Linked DNA regions of Mus musculus: region 2 is linked to region 1. Evidence: chromatin contacts called from public Hi-C data. All regions are on one chromosome and are shown on one strand. Each heading gives the region's core, a stretch centred on a gene start, on an enhancer-like site or on the middle of the called end of the contact. The rest is flanking DNA. Distances are from core to core; before and after follow the strand shown. Region 1 has its middle 36 kb from the start of Gm13749. Region 2 has its middle 110 kb from the start of Gm36148.

What was found. Hi-C and Micro-C count contacts between places; a contact is called where the count stands out from the background.
Region 2: a contact with region 1 is called in a Hi-C map of cerebellar granule neurons, with 1.8 times the contacts expected there. The contact joins two enhancer-like sites. A contact is called at or near these places in 1 of 484 Hi-C or Micro-C datasets (cerebellar granule neurons), 2 of 115 datasets of contacts at active chromatin or transcription factors (cardiomyocytes and embryonic stem cells) and 1 of 9 other capture datasets (embryonic stem cells).

Annotation. Positions count from the first base shown.
Region 1 is chr1:63,997,496-64,003,920 of GRCm38.p6, reverse strand. No RefSeq gene overlaps it. Among named protein-coding and RNA genes, the nearest start is that of Gm13749, 36 kb to the right of the region's middle. Within about 2 kb of position 4,245, at least 97 of the 459 cell types and tissues checked have an H3K27ac peak or open chromatin away from gene starts, as enhancers often do. A contact at or near this core is called in cerebellar granule neurons, where this site is marked.
Region 2 is chr1:64,406,113-64,412,911 of GRCm38.p6, reverse strand. No RefSeq gene overlaps it. Among named protein-coding and RNA genes, the nearest start is that of Gm36148, 110 kb to the left of the region's middle. Within about 2 kb of position 3,536, at least 23 of the 459 cell types and tissues checked have an H3K27ac peak or open chromatin away from gene starts, as enhancers often do. A contact at or near this core is called in cerebellar granule neurons, where this site is marked.

The DNA.
Region 1 (6,425 bases), core at 2,996-5,495:
AGGACCCAGTGGGGTTTTATTGCTTAAGTGCTTGTGCTGTGAGAGGGAGTGGGGAATCGTGTTTGGAGGAAGCAGAGTAATTGACACCTGGACAGCCAGTTATTCACAAACTCTAGGAAGCAAAAATGAAAAAAGCCCTTTTGTATCAAGCCTGTGTCTCCCCTGTCAGGGCAGAATATGCCCGTGATAATTGCAGCTGAGGTGAGGCTCTGAGTGTTAGGACTTCGCTTACCACCCCAACCCCCATTTCCTTTGTCTTTCAGACCATGCCTCAGAGCCTTCTGTTTCCTTCATTTGCTAGTCTTCTTTTTTCGTTTTTTAGTAATAATTAAAGTCTCAGGCACTTCTGTTTCATTGGACTTCTCTTTGAATGGCTTCCCTTTTTCATTTTAGGTGGTGATAATGTTTACATGCAAGGCCCCCCCTCCCCCCACACAACCCTTTTAAAGAAAACCACAATCCCTAATAGTTCTCAGTCCTGCAGCACCGAATCAGGACCATGTTTGCTGACTCTAGGTGTAAAAAGATGTGACTACACAGAGCTAGCAGAGGAGGAAGCTCACCAGTTTGTATAAGACCCACCCAACCCCCTTTACAGAGCAGTGCCTATCAGACACAGGTGAACTAAATTTAATTGGGAAGGTCTCGTTTAAAACTACATCTCATGTGTTTGTGTGTATACACAAAAGCAATTATTTGTGTGTGTGTGTGTGTGTGTGTGTGTGTGTGTGTGTGTGTGTGTACTCAACATAAAATACAATACAAAGAACAATGAAAAGCAAGGCCCGTCAGTGCTGCTTAGAAAGAAATAGTAACGGGCCAGGCTGTGATGGTTCTAGGTTCCCTCTCATTGCCAGCATCTATGAATAGGATTGACAGCAAAGAGCAATTAGAAGGAAGTAGAATTTTTTCCTTTTAAACTCAAAGAATTTCATCAACCATAAACTGAGTAGGCTGTCCCTGGGGCAATCAATAGTTGACCATTCTTTCTCTGAGCACACACTTAGAATGAAGGCTACTCCCACACTCCCAACAAGTAGGGAGCTTACACCTGTCCCCAGAGGCCCAGGCGGCATGGCAATACACTACATGGCCATTTTAGATACTGTTCTTGGCAGATTGTCATTCCGTTTTCTCAAAACCAGATCCTGAGAGGAACATGAAGTTGATCCATGCCATAAATCGAGTTCCAATCCACGATGAGAGTCTTAACCTTCTCTTGCCTGCTTCCTCCCCTGTAGATTTCCGAGCTCTGCCTTATGTTTCCAATACCTTTTTTTTTGGCTTAAGTCAATAGGTCTCAAAAAAGCAGACCATAGAGCTCATAGCATTTATATATGGAATCCATATACATTTATGGAAAGAGAAAGACTGATAAAGGGAGAAAGAGATCCTTTGACAAATCCGTCTTCTTAAAAAATGTTTATGGAAAAGAAAAGGGGCGGGGAGCCGGTGGGAAGAATGCCACTTGGGTCTCCCTTTGTTTGCAGTATTTCCCCTCCTCCAATTAAGGAGTTTTCTTCTTTTGCCATTATTAATATTCTCTGCCACTCTACCCTCAGCCTTTAGGTACGGTGGACCAAAGCCTCCACCCTTTCCAGAAGCCGCTCTGTGGCACCAGCTGAAGCAGAGCTCATCAGGCCAGAGAACACTGCCATCTCCAGACCACACCACCTGCACAGAGGGCTGCGCAGAAGGCAGCTTTCTCATCCCTCGCTGCATCCGAGGAAGGCTAGTTGTAGTTGTCTCCTCAGCTGTCAACGTTTGTTCTTTCCTGCATGTCTTGAAATGTAGAAAATATACATTTTAATGTCTCTAAGCAGAGGGGATGCCCTTAAAGGTTTAGAGAGCATTATTCAAAAATACACTGCCTTAAGGGCCACTCTCTTCAGGGCTCGTGCCTTCCCAACACAGGTGTGGGATGTTGTTAGAGTCTTCAGTCAGTGTGACACAGATGTGCTGGTTAGGTCATTTTTGTCAACTTGACATAAGCTAGAGTCATCGGGAACCTAAATTGAATGATTACCTCCGTAAGATTGCCAGTAGGCAAGCCTGTAGGGGCATCCACTAAGGTGTTTACCTGGCTGGGGCAGGTGGTCCTGTGTGGTATAAGAAAACAAACTGAGCAAACCATGAAGAAGAAACAAGCCTCCACCCTCCACAGTCTCTGCTTCAGTTCTTACTTCCAGGTTCTTGCCTTGAACTTTAGACTTGGCTTTTCTCAGTTATTGACAATAATCTGTAAGGTGTAAAAAAAAAACCTTTTCCACCCCACCTTTCTTTTAGTCATGCTGTTTTATCACAGCAACAGAAAGAAAACTGGAATAGAAGGGTTACAAGCTAAAGGCACTAAGTGAACATGCTTTCAAAGCAGTGGGTTGACATTTGGTACCCCTATGACCATGGTCAAGTTACTTAAACGTTCTCTGTCTTGATATCCCCATTGATAAAAAGGGATAAGAGACAGACAACATGGGGAGGAACAGGGTATAATCAAAGTGCTCTGTGTATATGTATAAAGATATCACAACGAAACCTGTTATATTATATAATTAATCTACTCAAATAAAAAATGACCTAGAATGGACCTAGTGTTTTTTACAATTAATATGTAACAAAGTTTTAGAAATGAGGATGGTAATTGTGATGCTCAGCTCAGAATGCTTTGAGAGAATTTGATTGGCTAATATGAGTGATGTGCTGAGCTGTTGCCACTGGCTGCAGTAGGGACACTGCAAAGCACAGTTGAGTTGCTGATGCTAGCTATCCCTCCTGTTTCTCTCCTATCATTTTAATCTTTGATGAGTTCATTTGACATTGGATTAAAGATTTAATCTGGAGCTGTGACACTCTAGGCAGTGATAGGGTCAATCTAGAAAAGTTGGATCCCTTCTAAGTATCAGTGCCAGGATTCGCAGTACGGGGTGGGGGTGGGGTGGAAGGAGAGGAGAGGCATAGGGGGTAGAAGAGAGGAGAAGCCACACAGGAAGTGGTGATTCAACTCAGAAGTTAACCAGAGTAGAGGCTGTTGCCCCACTTAGACCTGGAAAAGCCCAGAGAAAGGCAGTGTTACAGAATCCAGGGTCGGCAGGAAGGCAGCTAGAGGCACAGAGGACACATGGCCATTACTATAAACTTCTAGCTAAGGCAGACAGACTTCTCCTGGCCCTGGACTCTCTCTCTCTCTATCTTGACTGAAACCAGCCTGCAGCCTGGCAAGAGTGAAACAGGGAAACACGTGCCACTTCCTCCACATCAACAAACTCAACAGAGGTGGATGGCTACCTTGAAGCTCTTCATAGCTGTGGTTGGGTGACATTACTAAATGACATACTTCAGATGTCAGAAGGAGGCCACCTAGATCTTGGTTTCAGTATTTCACTGGACTGTCTAAAGAGATGGGCATTTGAACAAATGTGATTATATTTGAGGTATAAGATGTAAGGAAGAATGAAGCACAAAGCTGACAATCCCTTTTTGTGCTATTTCTTTTTCTTCTCTTCCTTCTAGAAAGTTCTCACAATCATGAATTAAAATGTGTGTATTACAATATGCATATTGAAAACTCACAGTAATAATTGCTTCTTTGTGACCAAAATTGCTGGCAAAAACAATTAAAAGGAGCAAGGATTCATTTTGGCTCACGGTTTTCTAGGCTTTCAGATCATCATGGAAGGACATCTCAGCTCATGGTTGTGAGAGTCTTTAGGAGTCTAGTCTCATCTTGGCCCAGAAGACGAGAAAAAGGCAGGAATCAGGGGCCAGCCAGAACTTCCAAAGAAGCCTTCCCCCAAGTTCCTAAGAACCTCTCCAAACAGTGCCACCAACTGGGAACCAAACATTGAAAACATGAGCTTGTGGTGGGACATTTTGGATTCCGACCATAGCACTTGCTCAAAGGCTCCATTCTTAACTTGCCCATGCTGGCTGTATGAAGCCATTACTGTTCATGGTGAATGAAAGTAATTTTGCATTTGTGGAAGCCCAACTGTGATTCTTTGGTGCATTAAAGAGAAAAATAGCAAGTATCTTTGCCTTCTCTACAGAGTTGTTTTCATAGAGGGCTGTCTCTTCTAAATGTTACCAGTCGTAAGTATAAGTGGGCAGTCGATCAAGATTCAAGATTCAAGCTCATCTGTGCTGTAATTGCCCAACCAGCATCTTGGCTTCATCTCTCTGTCCTAGGCCATAACACAGTTTCTCACAAAGCGCTGGGCTCTGGCTCTCTTCCCAGCCCAGGCCGGGCTCCCTAGCCATTTCATTACCAGAAATTACAGTGATCATCTGCCTAACTGGGAACGGCATTATCTGAAACACAATTGGAAACAAACTGAAAGTGTAGGTGGCCCCGAGATAGCTAATCAGAAATGTGACTGGCTGGCGTGTCACATCACATCTGAGAAACATCACAGGTCCTTTTATTGGTCAAAGCACCCCGATGGCCACCAACCTAGCTGGGAAGAATAAAGCCATTGCAGTATTTTCAGAGGTATTGTGGTGGGGAAGGACAGGAGGGCAGAAAGCTGAGGCTCTTCTTTCCACGACCCGTGTAATACACCAGTGATGTGATCTGATTCCAAGTCAAGAATTCTTTCCCAGTGGGAACAGGAAAATAATGTGAAAAAAGTGGTACCACTCATGTCCAGAATAATACATGGTAATTTAATGAGATAGCAGGACACAGGCTTCAAAAAATTAAACTAGGGGAGAGTTTCCAGAAGAAACCAAACATTAGAGTCCCACTGTTCAAGTACCTGCAAATAAGTGTGTGTTTGTGTATAGGGGGCACTGCGGGAGGGGAATCCTTCCAGATGAGTCATGGAACATGTCCTAGTAAAAGGTCACCAACTGTGCCAAGACAAAGTCCCTTTTCTCTAAGGCAAAGCAAAACATGAGAAAGGGATTGCATACTCGATTGCCATGGGAACAAGATCGTCCCAATGTATGTTGTATGGAACAAGATGTATGTTGTATGTGGTTACCATCGCAGTAATGAAGCCCTGTGATAGTTGGTGTGGCTTTTGATGGATATTTTACTCAAGCTCAGTGAGATGGAGGGCCAAGTAGTGAGATAGCCAAGTGAACTGCCCTTTCCTACGCACTGACAAGGAGTAAGGATCTAGACTGTCAGTGCACAGAGATGCTCTCAGTTCTCTCTCATAAGGCTTGTGAGCACAGATGGAAGTTGGGTTTTGTAGCAGGTATTGTTGGTAGGAATTAAGAGGAACATTTCTGAACAGCAATGATGGCTGGTAAATGACCAGAGAAAGCATGAAGAAGAATTAAAAAAATAGTTTTGATCAGCACTCTCCATACATTAAATATCAGAGATGTGCCCCCAAATGATTTGCAGCCTTTGACAATGATGTTCTAGGAAAAAGAGCAAATATTGACATTTCAATAATGTTTGCCCAGCAATCAGTGAGGGGTATACAGCATTCTGGGTATCTATGTTACTGGAATCAATTAGGAAAACAGAGAATTGATATTCTCCAATGAGAAACACATGGTAAATGCTGACATTACAGATAGATAACACTGGCTCTGCAAATCATTTCTGAAGTCATAGGCCTGTCATGCGCTGCCACCTATGTGCATGTAAGGACTCAGGCTGAGAATACAGTCTTACTGCTGCACACTGTTCATTCCATAACCCCGTCTCCCATTGGCAGTTTCCATCCTGCACAGCTAACTCCTGCTCTCCCTCCCTTTTGCCTTCCTCCTTCCTTTCCCCAGTCCTTTCTGCCTTCTCCCTGACTGGGAACAGAACTCTCTGAAACACAATTCGAAGTGACCTGGAAGAGTGTAGGGGGCCCCTGGTAGTGTAATCAGTAGTGTTACTGGCAAATTCTTCCCCTCTGCCTTCATCCCCTCTGCCTTCCTTCCCATCCTGTCTGTCGTCTTTCCCCCCCTTCCTCTCTTTCCTTCCTTTTCTTCATCTCCCTTCTCCTCTTCTTCCTTTTTCCTTCTCCCCTTCCTTCCTCCCTCTCTCCCTCACTCCCCCAGTCTCCTTCCTTCCCTTCCTTCTTTCCTTTCTTCCTTCTTTTCTCTTTTGCTTTACCTACCTTGTGCTAGCACTATTATTTCAGAAAAAATGAACTCTGTGGGCAAAGAAAGGAGGTTATAATAAATAAAAACCTCAAAGTAAAACATTTTTATTGAAATTTTTGATAAAGAGCCTCCCATACAGTAGAACCAAGCTGGAAAGTCCTGAGATGTACAAGAGCTCCTTCTTATCCAAGCGAGAGATTCCAAAACATGTAGTAGGTACCCGAAACCACAGGTAGCACCAAGCCTGTGCCTATTATTATGTCTTTCCTGTATGTGTATGCAAATACTATATGCGTATACATAAATATACACACTGTATATATATATATATATATATATATGTATATGTGTATATGGTATATGTACATGTATAT
Region 2 (6,799 bases), core at 2,287-4,786, 410 kb before region 1:
TTAAAATTATTAATAATTAAAAAAGAGCCCGAATGTTTGTTGTTCCATGGTTCCTGCCAATTATGCAGCTATACCTCTTAAAGAGCTAACAGTAGGTTATTAAATCTAAACTTCTCTGGCAGGCAACTAAGGTGAATGTGTGCCTCCCCATCTCAACAGCCTCTTCCTTTGATCTCTCTTTGATGGAGTCTTTGTTTAAGCTGGCCAGGCCTGCTTCTCTTGCGTGAAATTGACCTACTTCTGCCACTGGGTTGTGGCTTCAGTACCGCTCTCTGATGGCGATGGTCCCTGTGCTTCTCTGCTTCAACCTCACTCTGAAAACCTTTATAACTGAACGCAGAACTCAGCTCCCCCCAACATGAGTTTCTTCCCTTTCAGTATTTGTGTGTTTATGAATGTAAATTCTCTAGTAAGGCTGTGATGGTTGCTCCTTATTTAATGTCCACCGCAGGCTTCCTTGCTATGGAGCCAAGTGCTTCACATGTATAATCTCTTCTTTATGTGCAAGCCTGTATTTTCTCTTCAGTTTGGGGCATTATTTAATATAGTCTGACTTTCCTTGTAGACTTCAAATTTTCTGAACCTATGGGTCATGTCTTTTTCACTAATTTGTGCTCTCTTGGCACCATACACATGGTGTTTGGTGTAGTGCCAGGTCTCTGACTATGGTCAAATTGACTGACAAAATATTAATAAAAGATGAAGATATAAAGTATATACTTCCTTTGTGTACTGATTTTTGTAGCTAGCAGTATCCCAGGAAGAATTTGCTGTCCTGAGGACTTTAAAAACTGGTCTGTATGAAAATTTGAACTAATTGTTCTTGTGACTGAAGCTAACGAATATATAATGGCTGCTAGGCATCACGCCAAGATATGATTTGACTTCTGCTTATATATGCAGCTAAGTTGATTTTGCAAAGTATACTCACATACACTAGGCAGCACAAGTTCCCACCCAGACTCAATTGACTCTCAAAAGATGATTGTCCTTGCAGTGGGTATATTTTGCTCGTTGGAATACTTCACCTTGTATGTTGAAGGCTGGGGCTTCCAAAACTAATTACAAAAACATTGCTGTTGATATGCTTCTATCAAACAAAATGCCATATTCAGATGCCTTTAGGACATCCATTAAAACAGCCAAAAAGGAGGCTGTGGTATTTATCAAGTCAGGAAAATCGTGCCTAATAACGGTGAGTTTTTTTATGCCATTAACAAATGAGCAGACCTGTCAGGAGAATGTTCAACATAAGGTAACATCAAACTTGCTGAAATAACTTACTCACTGCGGGACTCCCATCTGTGAAGTCACTGGGGAGGTGGCTGCCTCTGTGTGATTCCCCAGATTTGTCAGTTAAATTAGATGCCCAAAGGCAAAACCGACTGACAGGGGCATTATGGGACAGTCCTGGAGGATTCAGAATCCATACTCCTCCAAGGAGGTCCCATGCACAGTTTCATTCATGCTGACGCTAAGGGTCCTATCACATTTGAAAGAAAGTGATAAGTCAGCACCCCCACCCCCACCCCACGACTCGCAGTAGCACCGTGCCTGGAGAGTTCTTGACTGAACCAAGGAAGGCCTGCATCTGTCTGAGATGCTGGTGAGACTGAGCTTGTTTCCTCATGACAGACCGGTCTGAAAATAAGAGTAAAGAGCAAAGCTACAGCAAATCTTTGTCTTGTTCTTCTTGGTGTCTGTAAGAAGCACTTGCTGAATTTATCCTGATTGATTTATCACTATTTCTGTCTCATTGTTCTCCTGTCCCTCAGCCCCACCATTCTACACTAGAGAACCTTCAAAAGACCCTCCCAGTGGCATGAGGATGTCTTGCATAAGATCATGTGGAAGACAAACTGAATCATCACTGAGTGTTTCCCCTAAACATTTTTTTTTCTCCTATGAATACCAGTTTGAAGTCCTTGGGCCAAGTTGGTAGGTCTCCCTTTTTTCTTCTTTTATAATAAGTGCCATCTGATGAAGGTCTTTAAAGCTTGATGAACTAAGACTTTTGGTAAGTCCATGTCATTGGCCCCCAGACCTAACGATAGAGGTTTCCGGATCGCAGTAATGATGGGAAGTTGAGTGACCTTGAGGGCTAAGACCAAGCTCCAGTGAAGATTAAAGGTTGACTGAACTATGTTTTTCTTTAGGCTCCTCTGGGATAAGGGGTGGGGGAGGGGGAGGGTAAAATGGAAGCATCATATTTTGGAGGCGACAAGAAATCCTCATAATGGAATTGGGAAATGGGATAAGGAAGAAGAGGAGGCTAACAAAGATTACATTACCCAGATGTTCTTATTCATTCTTCCTAGACTCTCTGGGAGAGAGGGTAAGACACAAGTCAGGGGCTGGAGAGGTGGCTCAGTGTTTAAGAGCACTTACTGTACCTCTAGAGGCCCTGTGTTCAATTTTTAGCACCCATATGGTAGCTCACATTATCTGTAACTCCAGTTCTAGGGGATCATGTATGGCACCAGGCATATACATGGTACACATAAATGTGCATGCAGGCAAAATACCCATGCCCATAAAATAAAATAAATAAGTCTTTAAAAGTCCAAAACAAAACCCATACATAGCTCAGGCTTATTCCAACTCAGAGGTGAGAAAGAAGAAATGTTTGTTTGTTTTTTTCTTTTGTGAGACAGAGTCTTTGTACATTTCTGAGGCTAACCTAAGACTCAAGTAGTACAGGCTCACCTTGAAGATCCTCTTGCTTCAGTGTCCTGAGTGCTGCAATTATAGGTATGTATCACCACACCTGGCTGGAGCTGGGCTATTTGGTTGCACAATCCCTCTGCCTGCTGCAGAACATCCATCCATCCATCCGAAGTGGGCTCTCGTAGTCAGAGAAGCAGCAGAGCCAAGAACCATAGGTATTCACAGTTAGCATGCTTTCTTGCTTAAGGAGGAGTGGGAGGGGAGGGGACACTGCCCTAACCTGTTACAGTGGGAGAGTGGGAGGTGGAGTAGCCAGCCGGTCAGATGTGCAAAGAAGCCATCTTTCAGGGTTTCCCTCTTAGTGTGTTAATAAAGAGTATCTCCAGGCAAGAGAAAACAGTGGGAAGCCAGCAAGTGGGAACTTTAGAACAGCCAGTTTTTCTATAAATTCTGCAAGTTAACTGGTAGCTACCCTTGGTGTGGTTTGAGAATTTTTTTTTTTTTAATTTTTATCTTTTGCAAGAGCAGAGGTACCTGATCGACAGATAGCCTCAAAGAAATCTGATTGCACAATACACTTTGAAATTATCTGTTGTGGACTCTTTCTTTTCTCTTTCTCTCTTTTTTTTTTTTTTTTCTTCACAAACCCAAGAATCCTTTAGCTAATTCTTTTCCCAGTGAAGGAGCCAATCAATGTTCTTTCAGGGGAGAAAATTACTAGAGAGCCTAGTATGTGTTTTGATGCCCTAATGAGGCACTATGAATTATCCAACCCAAACCAATTAAGTCTCAGCCCAGCTAGAAGGCTACAGAGGAGATGAGGAGACAGCATGCATTTAGGGCAGAATTAACGGCTTCCATAGCCTGGAAACAGGCTTGGGGGGAAGCCAGACCTTGGAGGAGCTCTGCTGTCCTGAGAGTTGGCAGCCAAAATGTGTTCTAGCCCAACATGAATGCTGACACATTTGCTTCTTTGGCCTTAAATTTTTTAAAATGTCTGTAAAACATAAAATATGTTTTGAACATTACATAAGACTATTAAGAGAGAGCAGATCTTGAGAACATGGTATGTCAGAGACAATAAAATAAGTGAAATGAACTGCTACTGACTGGAGACTTGACCTTGGGCCAGTTGCTCAGTCCTTTCATGTCAATCAAATAGGAAATTATAGCTCAATAATGTGGTTTTGGATTGCAGCTCAATAAGCAAGCTCTAATCTCTTGGTTATGCCTTACTGTACCACGGGAAACCAAGCGCTTATTTTCATTTTAATGGGATCTCTTCCAGTGGGCTGTGACTTTCTGAGGCATGCAGCACAATGCTTGGCTTGGTGTAGGAACTCAGGAACATTGAATAGATTGTAGAGCGAATAGTTATTCATATACTATAAGCCCAGAGGTAGCTGAATATGTGCACTATCAGCCCAAAGAACTGCCTAAATGCAATGGATTCTATTGACTTTTTATACAGTACGTGTATGATATGAAAATATATAAAAAGGGCAGGGGAGTTGGCTCAGTCAGTAAACTGTTTGCTGTGCAAGCTGGAGGGCCTTTTTGGATGTCAGAATTCAAGGTAAGAAAGGCCAGGTACATGGGTGTACAGCTCGAATCCCAAAGTGGGAGGGAGGCACAGTCCCTGAGGCTTGCTGGCCAGCCAGACTAGAAGAATCAGCAAGCTCCATTGTCTCGAAATATAAAGCAGAGTGACTACTGATGTTGACCATGTTCATATACACAAAACTACATAAAGTGATTGGTGCAGATTATGGAGAAAGGACAGCAGATTTGAACTGGTGAGGCTTGTGTGTGATGAGAACCACAACACAGGCTCTGGAGTCAGGTAGTACAAGGCTGGAGTCTTGGCTCTGCTCTCTCGTTAGGGAGCTTTATGTACTTGGCTGTAAGTTACTTCCCTTTCCTGGTCTTCAGCTGCTTCTTTTGGATTTTGTAATTTTCAGCAAAGACCATATAACCTAGAAACCTCCAAGAAGCTTTGAGAAACTGTGTGAGTGTAGCAGCACTCAGCCAAAGCTGGCCACTGGCATCCAAAAGTCTAGAGTGACGTGCAAAAGTTCTCTATCAAGTTCTCTTTAGGTCTCTTATGCCAGCTTTTGATGAATATCCAAGCAACATTTTATTTCACATACCCCTTTCCTGCCTTTATGATCCACCCCTCTATGTCCTGGCTCCATTTGCAATATACAAGGTTTTTTTTTGTTGTTTGTTTGTTTGTTTTTGTTTTGTTTTGTTTTCGAGACAGGGTTTCTCTGTGTAGCCCTGGCTGTCCTGGGACTCACTCTGTAGACCAGGCTGGCCTCGAACTCAGAAATCCACCTGCCTCTGCCTCTCTGCCTCTGCCTCTGCCTCTGCCTCTGCCTCTGCCTCTGCCTCTGCCTCTGCCTCTGCCTCTGCCTCTGCCTCTGCCTCTGCCTCTGCCTCTGCCTCTGCCAAGTGCTGTGTTATTACAAGTTTTGTCCAAGGTTGGAGAACCCCTTGCCCCATCTTCATTTTAGCAGGTGAAAATGGGGGGACATTGGGAAAGATGCAGATGCTGACTCTTCACTTCTCCATGGCTTAAGCATGAAGATTCTAGATTCTTCTAAGGAGAGCATCTGTAGGACAAACTTTTGTCTTTTTTGCGGCTTCTTGTAATATCACTTTGAGTAACTGAGATGAAGTCATCTCCTGGTGAGGGTAGGAAGGGATAAGGGGATAGAGAGATGAGTCATTTTCTGCTGCTTATATAGTAAGATAGTACGTGTCATTTGGGTTTCTGGTATGTCACACAGTAGGTTCTCAAGTCAGAGTGCTTCATGGTGTCAGATAGTGACCTCAGGACATTTCTTATCTCTACTTGCTTTCCCACCTAAAAGCTCTGTCTGGCTTGTAACTCTCCATGTAGACCAGACCGGCCTTGAACTCAGAGAGATCCATTTGTTTCTGCCTCCTGAGTGCTGGGATGAAAAAGTGTGCACCATCCAAAACCTAAATGTAATGTGTAAATAAACAATTCAGAGTTATGAATTTCTAAGCCTGCTACAACAGCAAAAGTGATGGCTGAAAAATCCCATCATTTGGGTCCACACAAATCCTTAGACCAAATATCCTTGGCCAGTGGATTGAAGCTGCCGGTGTAAACCTCCAGGTGGGGTGTGATGTTGTAGCCCACTTCTTGAAATACGGGCCTGTAAAATGGCCATTGATGTCTGAACACTTCCCTCTGGGGAGAGTTCCTCTATTTTTCCCCTTCAATGACTAAGAAAATAATCAATAATTCTGCATCCCAGAAGTCCTGGGAAACTTTCTGCTTTTAGGTCACTTTGAATATGGACTGGGATGAAAAGCTCCAGTGAGCAGATGCTTTGTCTTCCAGCATAAACACTTAAGCGTTTGCTCTGCTCTTTGTTTCTACATCTCTAGTGTCCTGGGTGCATCTGGGTAGACTCCTCTTCAAAGATCTTAAGGAAAATAAAATATAAACTTTAGTTTACCGTACATGTTTTTTGACCTCATAAAGGAATTTTCTAGTATTTCTTGATGTTATGAGGTTTGTCTGGGGTGGAGGGATATGGGGAGACCTAAACTTATTTCCTTGTAGATTTTTTTTAATTAGGTATTTTCCTCATTTACATTTTCAATGCTATCCCAAAGGTCCCCCATACCCACCCCCCAATCCCCTACCCACCCACTCCCCCTTTTTGGCCCTGGCGTTCCCCTGTACTGGGGCATATAAAGTTTGCAAGTCCAATGGGCCTCTCTTTTTAGTGATGGCCGACTAGATGCATATGCAGCTAGAGACAAGAGCTCAGGGGTACTGGTTAGTTCATATTGTTGTTCCACCTATAGGGTTGCAGTTCCCTTTAGCTCCTTGGGTAATTTCTCTAGCTCCTCCATTAGGGGCCGTGTGACCCATCCAATAGCTGACTGTGATCATCCACTTCTGTGTTTGCTAGGCCCCGGCATAGTCTCACAAGAGAGAGCTATAACTGGGTCCTTTCAGCGAAATCTTGCTAGTGTATGCAATGGTGTCAGCATTTGGAAGCTGATTATGGGATGGATCCCTGCATATGGCAATCACTAGATGGTCCATCCTTTTGTCACAGCTCCAAATTTTGTCTCTGTAACTCCT